Regions from separate parts of the Mus musculus genome. Here all the other regions are linked to region 4. Evidence: chromatin contacts called from public HiChIP or PLAC-seq and promoter capture Hi-C data. All regions are on one chromosome and are shown on one strand. The core of a region is the stretch at or near the end of the contact, and the rest is flanking DNA. Distances in the headings are between cores, read along the strand shown. Region 1 holds the start of Med1 (mediator complex subunit 1). Region 2 has its middle 22 kb from the start of Fbxo47. Region 3 overlaps Lasp1 (LIM and SH3 protein 1). Region 4 holds the start of Stac2 (SH3 and cysteine rich domain 2).

Region 1 (3,372 bases), core at 719-3,218, 140 kb before region 4:
GAAAGAAAGAAAGAAAGAACAAATGAACTACACTAAGATCAGATCTTTTACTCACTGTTGAAGTTTATTCTGATTGTTTCCAGAGGTCATGAACGTCTCAGAATTACAGAAATTGTGTTTGTGAAGATTTATCAAGACATTGACTGAAGATGTTTTTTGTGATTCATATTGTAGAGAGTAAGTTAAACGTGTGTTTTCACTGGTGTTATAAAAATCAATGATAATACATAGTAGAATCAGAAAAAAAAAAGTTCTCTAACCTAAAATCCTATGTAGTCTTATAAAATGTATAAAACTGAATGAAATAGGTTAGACTTGCTTCCAGGGTGTGTAAAAAGCACCAGTACTGGAGTGTAGGTGCTGTGGTGCTGAACATAAGCAGGATGAGGAAGCCGGTGGATCTTTGTGAAGTCAGGCCAGTCTGACCATGCATCCAGGCCCCGAGCAGCCAGAGCTACAGGAGCCCTGTCTCAAAACCAATAAGACAAACAGCAACAAAAGCCTAAAGTACTGCGGTCCTCTTTTTAAGAATTTTAGATATTACTTTAACAGTTTCTGTGCTTGATATAGGTTAAGTCCTTATTTATTTACTATAAATTGTGCATTACCTCTGTACAAATGGGAAACAAATTAAGCTCAATTTAGATCAATATACTGTTAATTTCTGTACAGAGCCAAGCTCAACATGGTAAACGATGATAATGTTTTCCAAAAATCATCTTCTTTGTGTGTGTGAAGTCATTCTTTTTTTGTTTTGTTTTTGTTTGTTTGTTTGTTTTGTTTTTTGGGTTTTTTTTTTTTTTTTGGTTTTTCGAGACAGGGTTTCTCTGTGTAGCCCTGGCTGTCCTGGAACTCACTCTGTAAACCAGGCTGGCCTCCAACTCAGAAATCTGCCTGCCTCTGCCTCCCTAGTTCCTTTCTTTTTCTTTTATTTATTATATATATATGTATGTATGCGTGTATATGTGTATATGTATGTGTGTGTGTGTGTGTATATATATATACTGTACCTGTCTTCAGACACTCCAGAAGAGTGAGTCAGATCTCATTACAGATGGTTGTGAGCCACCATGTGGTTGCTGGGAATTGAACTCAGGACCTCCTGAAGAGCAGTCGGTGCTCTTAAATTAACTGAGCCATCTCTCCAGCCCCTTCTTTCTTTTTTTTAAACAACATAACTGCTTCTGGTTCTTCAGGAAATTTCACCTTCCCACTTTCTCTAGGAATTAAACCCAGGACTTCAGACATGCTAATCAGGTATGTTGCTGGTGAGTTACAAGTCTTGTCATCTTACAAATCTTACTTTTTTGTTGTTTTGTTTTGTTTTTGTCCAGGCAAGGTTTCTCTGTAGCCTTGGCTGTCCAGAAACTTTGTAGACCAGGCTGCCCTCATACTCAGAGATCTACCTGCCTCTCCCTTCAGAGCGCTGGGATTAAAGGTGTGCGCCACCACCAGGCAAACTCTAAACACCCAAACACTAAAACTCACTGGAAATCTTTCAGTAGAGATTATTTTGTAAGGACCGGTTTTCACTATCCCCTTCCTCATTGGGATTATAGGAGTGTGCCACTTTTCCAGGTGCTCAAAGAGCAAACATTTTGTTTCGTTTGAGACAGGGTTTCTCTGTGTAGCCATGGCTGTCCTGGAACTCACACTGTAGACCAGGCTGGCCTCGAACTCAGAGTTCCGCCTGTCTGCTGGGATCAAAGGCTTGAGCCGCCACCACCGCGGGACGGAAGAGCTAACGCTTTTAATTTACAAATTGTGTAACTGTCGGGATGCAAACATAAACTTTCAGAGAGATGTCAACTCTGGGCACACACCCTTAGACGCCAAGGTGTGAATTCTGAGCCAATCGGAGCCGGGCCTGCTAGAGATCCTGCGGGGAGGACGAAATCAGCCAACCTCCGCGAGACTTTGGTGCGGTTCCTTCTTCCTCCGTCTCACAGGAACACGATTAATCTCGCGATCTTTGGGAAGTTCCGTTGGGGAAGATGGCGGCGGCCGCGAGCACCCTTCTCTTCTTGCCGCCGGGGACTTCAGACTGAGCCTTCCCCGGAAGAGTCGGGGCCGCTGGTGCGCCGCTTCCCCGGAGCCCAGGCTAACTTGGTTCCCCTCTGAGTGGCGGGGAAAGGCTCCCCGGCTCGTGGCGGACCCAAGACCTCCCCGCTGTCAGGATGAAGGCTCAGGGGGAAACCGAGGGTGAGTGACTGGGGGGTGGCGGGGAAGGAGGGGCGGTACACCGCTGCGGCGAGCCAATCCGAGAGAGGAGGTGGGGACCCACGCCCCTCCAGGGCCACCGTGCGTGGGACCGGATCCTGGTGGAATGTGCATCTTAGATCCCGACCGAGCCCTACAGATGCTGGAGCGCCTCCTCCGGGGCGCTGCTCCCCCGTCTCCTCCACTCGTGAAAGGTTTTCTGCGGGACGAGGGACGAGGAAGTTGAGCCTCAGGGTACTTTGAGCTTAGCCCGGTGGGACCCAAGGAGAGGGAAACTGAAACTTGTTGATGCTTTGTTCCAGGAGAGATCGCTGAAGATGACACTAGAACAATGTAATGTCAAAGTAATGGAGGGTGTTTTAGCCGGAGTGACTTGCTTGGTTCGATCTTCATCATAGTAAAAGCGGGCCGTTTATTACTTGGAAGGTCATAGTGTTCAAATACTGTGCTGTGTCTTTACGAACTGCTTTCAGTTGTGCACGACCGGTGGCTTTAAAGCTTGGGGGAGAGGTGTTCAGAACTATAAACTGGCAGGAACAATCCCCAAACCAGTTTCCCAGTTGAGGGAAGAAAAGGGAAGGGATAGAATCTTCTTTGTTTCTTGAGACAAGGTCCCCCTGCCTCAGCCTCCCAAGTGCGGGCTTACACACCTCTCGGCCAGCTAAGAGTTTGATTCTTGGTTCAGATACTCCCTCCCACGACCTGGACTGGCTTATCCAAAAATGAAGTCTCGACATTTGTAGCAAAGTGGACGATACTCAAAATAAGCCATATTAAGATAAATAGCACATTTTCTCTTATGAGGAATCTCGACGTAGGTATGTGTTGGTGTGTGTTGGTTGTGAAAACATGGGACCATGTGGGAACAAAGGAGGTCTGCAGGATAGAAAGGTTAGTGGAATATGAAATGAAGTGAGAGGTTTGGCTGTTTGGAGGTTGGGGCAGTGTGGCTCTCAGAGGGAGAGGACTTGGACCAAGTATAATGGCCTATATGTATAAGAATGCCAAAATGATATGCATTGCTTTGTATGTTAATTTAAAGATAATTTAGAGGCTGGGAATGTAGAGCAGTGGTTAGAGTAATGTCTTCTTGTCCATGGGTTCAATTCCCAGCACCAAAAGAAAAGGAAAAAGGGAGCCAGGTGTGGTGGC
Region 2 (3,198 bases), core at 430-2,929, 150 kb after region 4:
CTTCTAGGGACAGACGGACAACTTGTCAGAACAGCTGTGGGAGCTCAAAGAAGGTGCAGGGACAGAAGCAAGGGTTCTTTAGAGCTCTGGAGGGTGGGCTGTGGTGGAGGGTGGGCTGTGGTGGAGGGTGGGCTGTGGTGGTGGGGGTGAGCTATGGTAAAGGGATCTTAGGCTATGGTGGAGGAAGGTGATGGAGGGTGGGCTGTAGTGGAGGGTGGGCTGTGGTGGAGAGTAGATAAGCTGTGGTAGAGGGTGGGCTGTGGTGGAGGGAGGGTGGCCTGTGGTGGAGGGAGGATGGGCTGTGGTGGAGGGTAAGGGAAGAAATGGGTATTGACTTTAGAGAAGCTGCTGGGCACTTTGTAAAGACCTGATCAGGCATGCTGAGGCCTCCCACTAAGGAAGGGGACTGGTGGAATTGTCACAGATCTAAGGAATGCTTTCCGGGCACAGCAGACATCATAGGTTGCAGTAGAGGATCGGTGGCGGCCAGGGAGGGCAGGCACAGGGTCCTGAGTATACCCTACTCTACGTACTTCCCTCTTTCTGGCCCCCTTGGATAGTGAGCCTTTATATAAGCCCCTTCCTGGCTCTCAGCATCCTAGAATAGCCACATAGGGTACTGGTTTCTTATTTTCAAGTGCTCAATACATATTTTTTGGTGAAGGTCTACAGAGATGCTTTTGAGAGATACTGAAGCCCCTCAGCGGGACAGTGGGAAGTCAAACTGGGCAGACAGGGTTGCTTTAATGAGAGCACCTGCTTGGCAAGAGACTGGATACGCAGCAGGAGCATCCGATGGCAAAAGAATGATGGGGACATTAACAGAAGTAACAGGAGCAGGGGCGGAAGAGAATGCGTGGGAAAGGGCAGTGCGACGGTGCTTCTGGGTTGGGACAAGACCGCTAAAAATATCTGCCCAGCAGCTGGACACATAGAACGCCAGCCCCACTAACCTTGTGGCCTGGGAAGGTCCTACTTTCATTTCTGTTGTAGTGATAAAAGATTCTGACAACAGTTTAGGAAAGAAGCAGTTTATTCTACTGATAATTGCAGGCTATATTCCATTATTTCAGGGAACTCAAGGCAGGAACCTAACGTATCAAATCCACAGTCAATGCAAAGAGAGAAGAAGCTGGCTGCCATCTCTCTTTATTCTGTCTTATGCAGTTCAGGACTCTCCCTGCATAGAGAATGATGCCTCCCATAGTGGGCAGGGTCTTTCTACCACAATTAACAATCAAGGCATTTTCCACAGACAGGACTAAATAGGCCACCCTGATCTAGATAATTCTCCAATAGGAAAGACTCCCGGAGGTGCTAGAGAGAAGGCTCAGTGCTTAAGAGCCTGTGTTATGCGTTACTTTTGCAGAGGAACCAAGTTTTGTTCCCAGCACCCATGTCTTTTTTTTTTTTTTTTTTTTTTTGGTTTTTTTTTTTTGGTTTTTTCGAAACAGGGTTTCTCTGTATAGCCCTGGCTGTCCTGGAACTCACTTTGTAGACCAGGCTGGCCTTGAACTCAGAAATCAACCTGCTTCTGCCTCCCGAGGGCCCATGTCTTTTTTTTAAAAAGATACATTTAAAAAAATGATTCATTTTGAAAAGAGTCAAGATGTGTCAAGCTGCTAGTAAAAACCAGAGCAGGAGCCACACGCAAAGCTGTGCTAGCAGTTGTCTCAGGAGAGGGTGTGACCACCCAGGAGGGCAGAGAGAAGACAAGAGGCTCTGGGTGGAGCCTTGAATCAACACTGAGGAGAAAAGAGCAACTAGCTGTTGAGGAAAGAAAAGGAGACTCCGGCAAGGGCAGAGTCAAGGCAGACAGGGAGGAGTGGCTTAGGCCAGGAGATGACCCCAGGATGCCCCAGAAATCCAGTGAGCAAACCTGGGCTACCACCCAGTAGCAAGAGAGTTCTCAGAGGACACAGTGATGAGGCTGTGGGAGGGCAGGATCCAGATTGTGTTGGTTAACAAAGAAGTGGGTGTGAGGGCTATGGAAGCCAAGGGAAACACTCTGGGAAGGGCTCTGGCAGGATGCAGAGAAGAAAGTCCCACTCCAGATGGAGGTGGGGCTGAGGGGAGCCTGTGTACAGAATGGGAGACACAAGAAGGGGTTTGTAAGCAGAAGAGGAGTCTGGAGGCAAAGGGCGTTTGATGATAGAGAAGGTCCCAAGGCAAGAGAGCGCACAGTCAGACTAATGATAGCTTAGCACATGCCTAGCTTGTGTCAGAGCATGGGTTTCCTGTCAGAACCTCAACAATAGAGTAAAAAGCATGCAGATCAAAGGAGTGATGCATTTAGTGAACATAGCAAGTCCTTAGAGAAGTGGAGTGTGAGCTACACAGCATCAGTCTGTTTTATTTCACCTCATCTTCACAAAGGACTTACTGTTTTCACTAAAATGCAAGAAAGTTAAATGGGTCACCCAAGATCACATAGCTTATCAAAGCTCGGGATCAAAGAATCAGTGAAGAGAAGTTCATAGGCTGAAGACTCAGTGCAGTTGGTAGGTGCTTGCCTAGCCTGCACGAAACCATGGGTTCAATCCCCAGTTCTACATAAACTGAGCATGGTGGCTCAAGGCTGTGATCCCAGCACTTAAGAGATAGAGGCAAGAAGATTAGAAATTCAAAGATAAATATCCTTGGCGACATATTGAGGGGCCCAGCCTGGGCTACATAAGACCTGTCTCAAAAAGAGAGAGATATATTAGGTACCAAAGACCCAAAGAGAATAGGAAGCAGGCTCTTGCCCTCATAGCCTTACAACCAACATCAGTAGACTAGGCTCTACCCTACCAACAAAATGCTCAGAAGATGTGCAAATAATAAAAGTTCAGCTGGGGCAAAGGAGAGGATGCACCAGGCCGAGTTCAAGAGGAGGTGACGTTTGACCTGAGTCTGGAAAAACCAGAAGGGAAAAGTTGGCTGACAAGCGAGTGACCGTCCCAGACAAATAGAACTAATACGCACAAGCCTGAGCCGCTGGGAACTGTGACCAATTCACTGTTCCGGAACACGGGGTAGGTGTGGCCGGGTACAGGATAGCAGTGTGCCAAGATGGGGGTGTAGGAAAATGGCACACTGTCCTGAAGCACTGTAATGTTTTCCCTTGATCAAGCAAGGGAAAAGTATCAGATTTGCACTCGACGGCAAGAGTGCGGGAGGTCTCCTGGGAACAGCACGGTGAATGAACGAAATAAG
Region 3 (3,055 bases), core at 223-2,722, 240 kb after region 4:
GGGACAACTGCCAGCTTTGACAGCAAGGCTCAGAGTGTTACTTCTGGGCAGCTCTGTGGTTGGGGAGGTTACAGACACCCAAAGCACCAGTCTCGGGACCAATGCAGCAGTGGGGGAACAAGGCAGAAACGGCCCAGGCAGCTCCCCAAAGGAAAGAGCCCACACATGAAGCCAGGCCAGGAAGCAGGCAGCCCTGGAAGGAGCCCAGGATGCCCTGCCCTGCTGGAGTGGGGCAGGGAAGGGGAGAAAGGTTCCCACTTTGCTTCCAGCCAGCCACACAAAGCCCTAGCTAGCCCTGCCCCCACAGCAGCCACAGATCTATCACTAGCCAGGCCGGTCCTGCCAAGCCCTTAGCGACAGGCCCAGCCCCCAACTTCCAGGCAAATGGGTCTCCATCTCTATTTCACTACAGAGGGAGGAAAAAAACTATGAGGGGGAAAGAAATACAAACAAACAAACAAAGGGCTCAGACTGCACAGATGGTAGACAGTGGGAGAGACACACCACCCAAAGCTTTCTTTTCCACATGGTCCTGCAGGTCCGCAGGTCCAGGAACAGATCTGTGCCCCCAATGCAGACGGTCAATTCCTTCACCTCCCACCCCGTTGACTGGGATCACACAGACCCTCCAGTGTGTCACCATCCCGAGGCTACCACCTGTTGGCTTTATTAGCTCTACCCTGCTAGCACCTAACTTAGCAGCCCAAGCAGAGGAAGTCTCCAGGGCACCAGGCCTGGTTTGGGCAGAGGCGCACAAACACCAGTAATCCCAGCCCCCAGGAGGCTGAGTTGGAAGGATTAGCAGGGGTTTGAGGCCGGCCTGGGTTAACCTCCTTTGAGCTGGTGTGATGGGCAGTCAGTCCTATAGAACAGCTCCAGCTGTGCACTGAGGCCCCATCAGCTAAGCTCAAAATCTGCCTGCCTGTGGGCTGGGCAAGTGGTCCTGAGAGACAAGGAGTTAGAGTCCCAGCCGGACGGATGGACTGACAGTCAGGGGGCCGTGGCTAGATAAGAAAGATGGTGAGCTTTCATCAGCGTGGCTTCTCCAAACCTCAGTGACCCCACCTACGTAATAAAAACAGCCCCTTCTTAATCTAGGAGTAGGGACTCACACCTAAAATACCAACACCCAGGAGGCTGAGGCAGGAGAATTCCATCTCAAACTACATAGGTAATGCCAGCCCAGCCAAGGATACAGTGAGATCCCGGCTCAAAACAACAACAACAACAAAAGACAAAAGACAAAAAAAAAAAAAAGAGAAGCCAACAACCAAAGAGGGAGCCCCACAAAAGCAGCTCTTCCCTTTTTGACAATACGATTGTGAGAACTGATACACACAGGGCCTCCTGCCTCTCAGTAAGAAACTAAGAGAACGTTATGGCAGCCCACAGCAGACCCTAGAGTCTAGGAACCTCCGAGTCTGTGTGTGGAGAGCAGGGCAGCCCTACAAACAGCAAGGGCAGCCCTGATGCCCCTGTACACAGGCACGGGTAGTAGGGCTGGCTGGCTGCCTTCTGATATCAGCCCCGCCCTACAGGGGTCAGATTCCAGAAGCAAAAAAAAAAAAAAGCTGAGGTGGAGCTCTCATGGGCTCCCAAGGGCAAGTGGGTTGGGTTTCTCCTTAAAGTAGAATGTAGAAAGAAAGAAAAAAGAAGAGGAGGAAAAAGACAAAAGGGGAGGGAAAAAAAGAAAAGGAGGAGGAGAAGGAAGAAGAGGAGGAGGAGGAGGAGGAGAAGGAAGACGAGTGGAGAAGAAGGAGGCAATCTCTCGCTTGGCCCAGGCATCTGGCCCTCTGACCCCTCTCCCTGCCTGCTGGACCATTCCATCGTCATCTGGAGTCATTCAGAGCAGCTTCCCCAGGAAATGCTAAGGGGCAAGCAGCTGCCTGTGCTGTGGGACACACTGGAGGGCTACACACTCAAGGCACACACTGGTGTGTGGGAGTGAAGAGCCCAGATACGGCAGGCAGCCTCGCTCGCTCAATATGGCCTTGAACTCTTGAGGGCTCGCTTCCAAGAGGGACGTGGGGGACTGATCCCAAACCTGCCCTTGGAGTGGCATCAAGGCCCAGAAGGAGAAGCTATCACACCGCTTTTAGGTTTCCCACGTTCTCAGCAGCCTCGGGGTCTGCTGTGCTTCTTAAGGAGAGGAAACTGTTCCCTTCAGGTAGTAGATAGGAAACTATAAGCCAGATGTGGTATGACCTGCAATCTTGGCACTTGGGAGATGGAGACATGAGGAGGGAATCAATGCTATTCTCTTTTTTTTTCCTCCTAAGATTTTTTTCGTGTGTGTTTAATTATATGTAGGTGCGTGCTTCCATGAGGTTATGTGCACGTAAACGCACGTGAGCGCACGTGACGCAGACACCGGAGGCTTCAGATTCCCCCAGAGCTAGAGATACAAACGTTGTAATGACGTGAGTTTCTGAGCTGTTTTTCCAGCCCCCAAGGCAATGTCTTAAAAGGGTTATATGGCATTATCATCTCAGGACAACCAGAACAAACAAAAAAAAACCCACCTGAAGCAGTCGTGCAAGGGTCTGTGCCCGAGTGAGCCCTTGTGGCCCAGGTGGCACCAACCTGGGCCCCTTGCCAACTCAGTAAATTCCCCCACTGTATTCTCTCATCTAATCCTTTAATCCTCACTGAGGCAGGCCAGGCTGGTTCCAGGCAGGCTCTCGGAGCTCCAGACCACCTAGCATGGCGCAGCTCAGTGCCCCTGAAGGACAGAGTCTTCCCCTCTGAGCCAGGGCATATCATGCCTCCTTCTCTATTGTTGGAACAACCCGTATCACTCAGGAAAGCCAAACTAAAGAGATGGGAGGATGGGCCCCTCATACCGCCCTCCCTCCAAGACATCCAAAAGGTCTCAAGACAAGGTTACAGAGGACAGGCTGTGCATCACAGACTAGTATAGTTTTCTGGTTGGCTCTCAGCTCTTCTGTGTCACGTGTAAAGGAACAGAACAGAAGGCTCTAGGAGCCCAGGAGAGTCAAACATATGTCCACGCCTCCCCAACCAATTTCAGGTATGAAGGCGGTATTTCCGCCCT
Region 4 (3,395 bases), core at 565-3,064:
TCAATTCCCAACACCCATGTGGCAGCTCACAACTGTCTGTAACTTCAGTTCCAGGGAATCTGACACTCTCACACCTACACATGTAGGCAAAACACTAATGCACATAAAATAAGAATAAAGATATTTTAGAAGAGGAAGAGGAATAAGAGGAAGCACCTTCAGACTGAGTGGGGAGAGAACACCAGGGCCTATGGGTGACCATATTTCAGGTGTTGCAGGATTTTAGAAGAGCCTAACTTAGAGAGGTTTGGAGACTTCCTGGATGATAATGGAAGTCCATTTCTGCTCAAGTCCAGACAGGAAAACTAAGGCTCATGGTTGCCTGATTTTCCATCCACAACGAAAAGCTGTCTGCCCTAGCCTTTTTTTCAGTTTGAGTTTTGTTTTATTTTTATTTTTTATTTTTTTGTTTTTGATTTTGGTTTTTTGTTTTTAGTTTTTAAGACAGGTTTCTCTGTGTAGCCCTGGCTGTCCTGGAACTCACTCTGTAGACCAGGCTGGCCTGGAACTCAGAAATCCACCTGCCTCTGCCTCCCAAGTGCTGGGATTAAAGGCGTGCACCACCACCGCCCGGCTATTTTTTCTTTTGAGATAGGATCTCACTATAATCTTAACTGGTCTGAACTTACTTTGTAGATGAGACTGGCCTGAAATTCACAGAGAGATATGGCTTCCTCTGGCTCTCGGTTGCTGGTATTATAGGCATGCACCACCATGCCTGGTTTGGCTTCACTTTTGACTCATTAAGGTGTCTTCAGTCTGTAACCTTAACATTAGGGAGACTGCAGCAGGAAGATGATGCGTTTGAAGCCAGCCTGGGCTACATAGTGCATTCCAGGCCAACCTGGGAGACATAGACAGACCCTGTCTCAAAAATAAAAAATGTAGACTGCTAGGATAGTTTTTTGTTGTTGTTGTTGTTTTGTTTGGTTTGGTTTTTTGAGACAGGATTTCTCTGTGTAGCCCTGGTTGTCCTGGAACTCACTCTGTAGACCAGGCTGGCCTTGAACTCAGAAATCCTCCTGCCTCTGCCTCCCAAGTGCTGGGATTAAAGGTGTGTGCCACCACGCCCCGGCACGCTAGGATAGTTTAAAATCATTCAAGTATAAGGGCCTGACTTTAATCTCCAGCCTCTATTTAAAAGGGCCAAATCCACAGCACTGGGAAAGTAGACAGGATTTCTGGGGCTCCACGGCCAGCCACTCTAGCCAAATTGGCTTACAATGAGAGACTCAGACTCAAATTTCTTGGTAGATGGCTCCTGAGGAATGGAACTGGAAGCTAACCTCTGCCAACCAAACTCACACGTGCGCTTCTCATACAGTCAGACATAAGAGCACGCGGATCATAAACACACACAAAACAGCCTGTTCTCTGCTTCAGGGAGCGTCTATAAGTCTAGTAGTGGTATGTATAATTTGATGAGATTCTAGAAAGGCATCAAGTTAATGGGGCGAGCGGGTCTTTTTCTCTGTCAAGGTGCGGCATCTTCCAATGTGCACTATCAGAACGCTGTAACTTTGATTTTCCTCTCGGCTATTCTGCGGCATCCTCGAATTATTTGCATTTCCAGACTCTAGTATCATTGTCCCAGCCCTCCTTCAATTTTGTCTCCCCACCTATCGGCCCCCATTTCGGGCTTTCCATTGTAAAACTACCCCTCCGCTTCTTTACCCTCCAAACCCCTCCCCATCTTGTCGAGCCCCCCAAGACTCCACCCAGCTGGCCCTCCTAGCCACCACCGCAGCCAATAGCTGAGAACCTTCATTTGCATAGCTGCGCGGGGGAGTGGCGGAGGGAAGGGGGAGGGACCAGGCGACCTCCTAAATCAAAGTTGGGAGGCTAGGACTGGGCGGAGGGGCCGCCGGGTGCAAGGCTGGGGCCGGCGCGGGGAGGGGGAGGGAGATGGGGGGCGGGCGCAGAGGACGGCGGAGCCGGCCGGACTCGGACAGCTCGGTCGTTCCCTGGCTTTGCACATCCGCGCATCCCTACTTCCCTCCTCCTCCCGCGGAGCGCAGCATCCTCTGCAGACCCTTGGTCCTCACACCCCGGGTCGTCCAGCTTCCGCGGCTCGGGGTAATTGCCTCCCTCTCCCCTGCCACACCGACAACTTTCTCCCCTGGTGCCTGGGGTTAGGGGGCTGCTTTGCCTGGGAGGGTTTCTCCTGGGGTCACTGAAGAGCTGCCCCTGGAGAAAGGCTTGAGAGTCCCAAAGAGACGCCCGCCACTCACAGCCTGACCCCAGCGGGCCTGCCGTCGGGTCTCCGCACCCTCTCTTCCTTTATACCCCAACCATGACCGAAATGAGCGAGAAGGAGAATGAACCGGATGACGCGGCCACCCATACCCCCCCAGGGACCGTCTCCACCCTCCAAGAAACCAAGGTAAGTCGTGGGGTGCGAGGCCTGGCCCCGCCCGGGCATCTCTGACTTGGAGCGCTGATCACAGTGGCTGGGTCCCTTTGGGGTTACGGAAGCTAAACCGGGCCCGCGTGATTCCTAAGGCTGCGCGCCGTGCCGGGGAAGGAGGAGAGGGTTCGCGACGAGGGGACCCAAGGAGCAGATCACACGAGCACGACCCGCCAGAACGCGCGAGGCGCCGACGCGCTCCGGCTCCCTCCTGGGCGGTTGTAACTCGGCTTTGTTGGAGGGAATCGGCGCAGCGGAGGCGCAGGGCGTGTGTGGCCGTGTGTAGCGGGTGTGGGCCGGTGTACGCGCGCGTGTGTGCGTGCGGGGCGCACCCTCCCGGGGCCGCCACATCGCTGTCTGCGGCTCCCCGGGGCCCCCTCTCTCCTGCCTCTGAATTCCTAGCCACAACCGTCTCCTCGGAGCGTGCAGACTCTCCGCTTCTCTTTGCTTCCCTACGTGCTCCTCTGTGTGTCTCCGGCGTCCCTCTCTGACCCACAGCAGCCTGGCACGCACCTCGCGGACCGGTTAGGCTGGGGGCCCGAAAGGCTGCGGCCCCGGGTGCGCAGCTTTCAAGCCGGCGCTGGGGGCTGCGGCAGCGCGGGCCGTCGGTGGCGGGCGGGGACCCGGAGTGTTGCGGTTCCAGAGCCAGAGGCAGCCCCACCCCCCGCTTGGAGAACCAGGAGAGGGGAGGAGAGAGGGCAGAATCAAAAGAAGAAGTCATCGTAATTAATGAATGTCATAATTAACCCTAATTATCTATGATTGTTACTCTTGCGGGAGTCACAATGAATAAATTATTCTCCTATGAAGGCAGGCGGAGCCCAGACTGCGGGCACTGAAAGAGGTGGGGGAGGCTGTCGCTTACATTCCACCTCCCACTCCTAATGAGTCTGCCCCCTCCCCAACTTCTAGATGTTCATGAAGTTCTGTGGGAAGCTATCTGAGCGCCGGGAAATGGGAAGAGAGGATACTGTGGGAGGGAGCCCTC

The links. Promoter capture Hi-C pulls out the DNA fragments that hold promoters and counts their contacts. HiChIP or PLAC-seq counts read pairs in DNA pulled down with a chosen protein or histone mark.
Region 1: a contact with region 4 is called in an H3K27ac HiChIP or PLAC-seq map of embryonic stem cells, with 9 read pairs. The contact joins the promoter of Med1 here to the promoter of Stac2 in region 4. A contact is called at or near these places in 3 of 39 promoter capture datasets (3T3-L1-derived adipocytes, macrophages and stem cell-derived epiblast-like cells), 2 of 484 Hi-C or Micro-C datasets (embryonic stem cells and trophoblast stem cells), 8 of 115 datasets of contacts at active chromatin or transcription factors (the SCID.adh cell line, bone marrow-derived macrophages, embryonic stem cells and 3 more) and 3 of 9 other capture datasets (adipose tissue, liver and pancreatic islet).
Region 2: a promoter capture Hi-C map of embryonic stem cells shows a contact between it and region 4, with 2.0 times the contacts expected there. The contact joins the enhancer-like site here to the promoter of Stac2 in region 4. A contact is called at or near these places in 17 of 39 promoter capture datasets (the 3T3-L1 cell line, the C10 cell line, the HPC-7 cell line and 9 more), 1 of 15 datasets of contacts at CTCF or cohesin (the NIH/3T3 cell line), 8 of 484 Hi-C or Micro-C datasets (B cells, the G1E-ER4 cell line, Th1 cells and 5 more), 6 of 115 datasets of contacts at active chromatin or transcription factors (craniofacial prominence, embryonic stem cells and pancreatic cancer cells) and 5 of 9 other capture datasets (adipose tissue, embryonic stem cells, liver and 2 more).
Region 3: a contact with region 4 is called in an HNF4G HiChIP or PLAC-seq map of pancreatic cancer cells. The contact joins the enhancer-like site here to the promoter of Stac2 in region 4. A contact is called at or near these places in 1 of 39 promoter capture datasets (embryonic stem cells), 1 of 484 Hi-C or Micro-C datasets (embryonic stem cells), 10 of 115 datasets of contacts at active chromatin or transcription factors (bone marrow-derived macrophages, double positive thymocytes, embryonic hindbrain and 4 more) and 2 of 9 other capture datasets (adipose tissue and liver).

The regions. Positions count from the first base shown.
Region 1 is chr11:98,191,889-98,195,260 of GRCm38.p6, reverse strand. Med1 (mediator complex subunit 1) reads left to right here and starts at 1,968. Exons shown (of 17, transcript NM_001080118.1): 1 at 1,968-2,202. The coding sequence starts at 2,178. It overlaps Gm38963 (a long non-coding RNA gene), which reads left to right. Exons shown (of 4, transcript XR_880193.2): 3 at 84-177; 4 at 1,224-1,325.
Region 2 is chr11:97,904,787-97,907,984 of GRCm38.p6, reverse strand. No RefSeq gene overlaps it. Among named protein-coding and RNA genes, the nearest start is that of Fbxo47, 22 kb to the right of the region's middle. Within about 2 kb of position 1,679, at least 16 of the 459 cell types and tissues checked have an H3K27ac peak or open chromatin away from gene starts, as enhancers often do. A contact at or near this core is called in Th1 cells and embryonic stem cells, where this site is marked.
Region 3 is chr11:97,815,963-97,819,017 of GRCm38.p6, reverse strand. The region is part of intron 3 of Lasp1 (LIM and SH3 protein 1); the gene reads right to left. Among named protein-coding and RNA genes, the nearest start is that of Lasp1, 18 kb to the right of the region's middle. Within about 2 kb of position 1,472, at least 170 of the 459 cell types and tissues checked have an H3K27ac peak or open chromatin away from gene starts, as enhancers often do. A contact at or near this core is called in adipose tissue, bone marrow-derived macrophages, embryonic stem cells and 3 more, where this site is marked.
Region 4 is chr11:98,051,881-98,055,275 of GRCm38.p6, reverse strand. Stac2 (SH3 and cysteine rich domain 2) reads left to right here and starts at 1,814. Exons shown (of 11, transcript NM_146028.4): 1 at 1,814-2,383. The coding sequence starts at 2,294.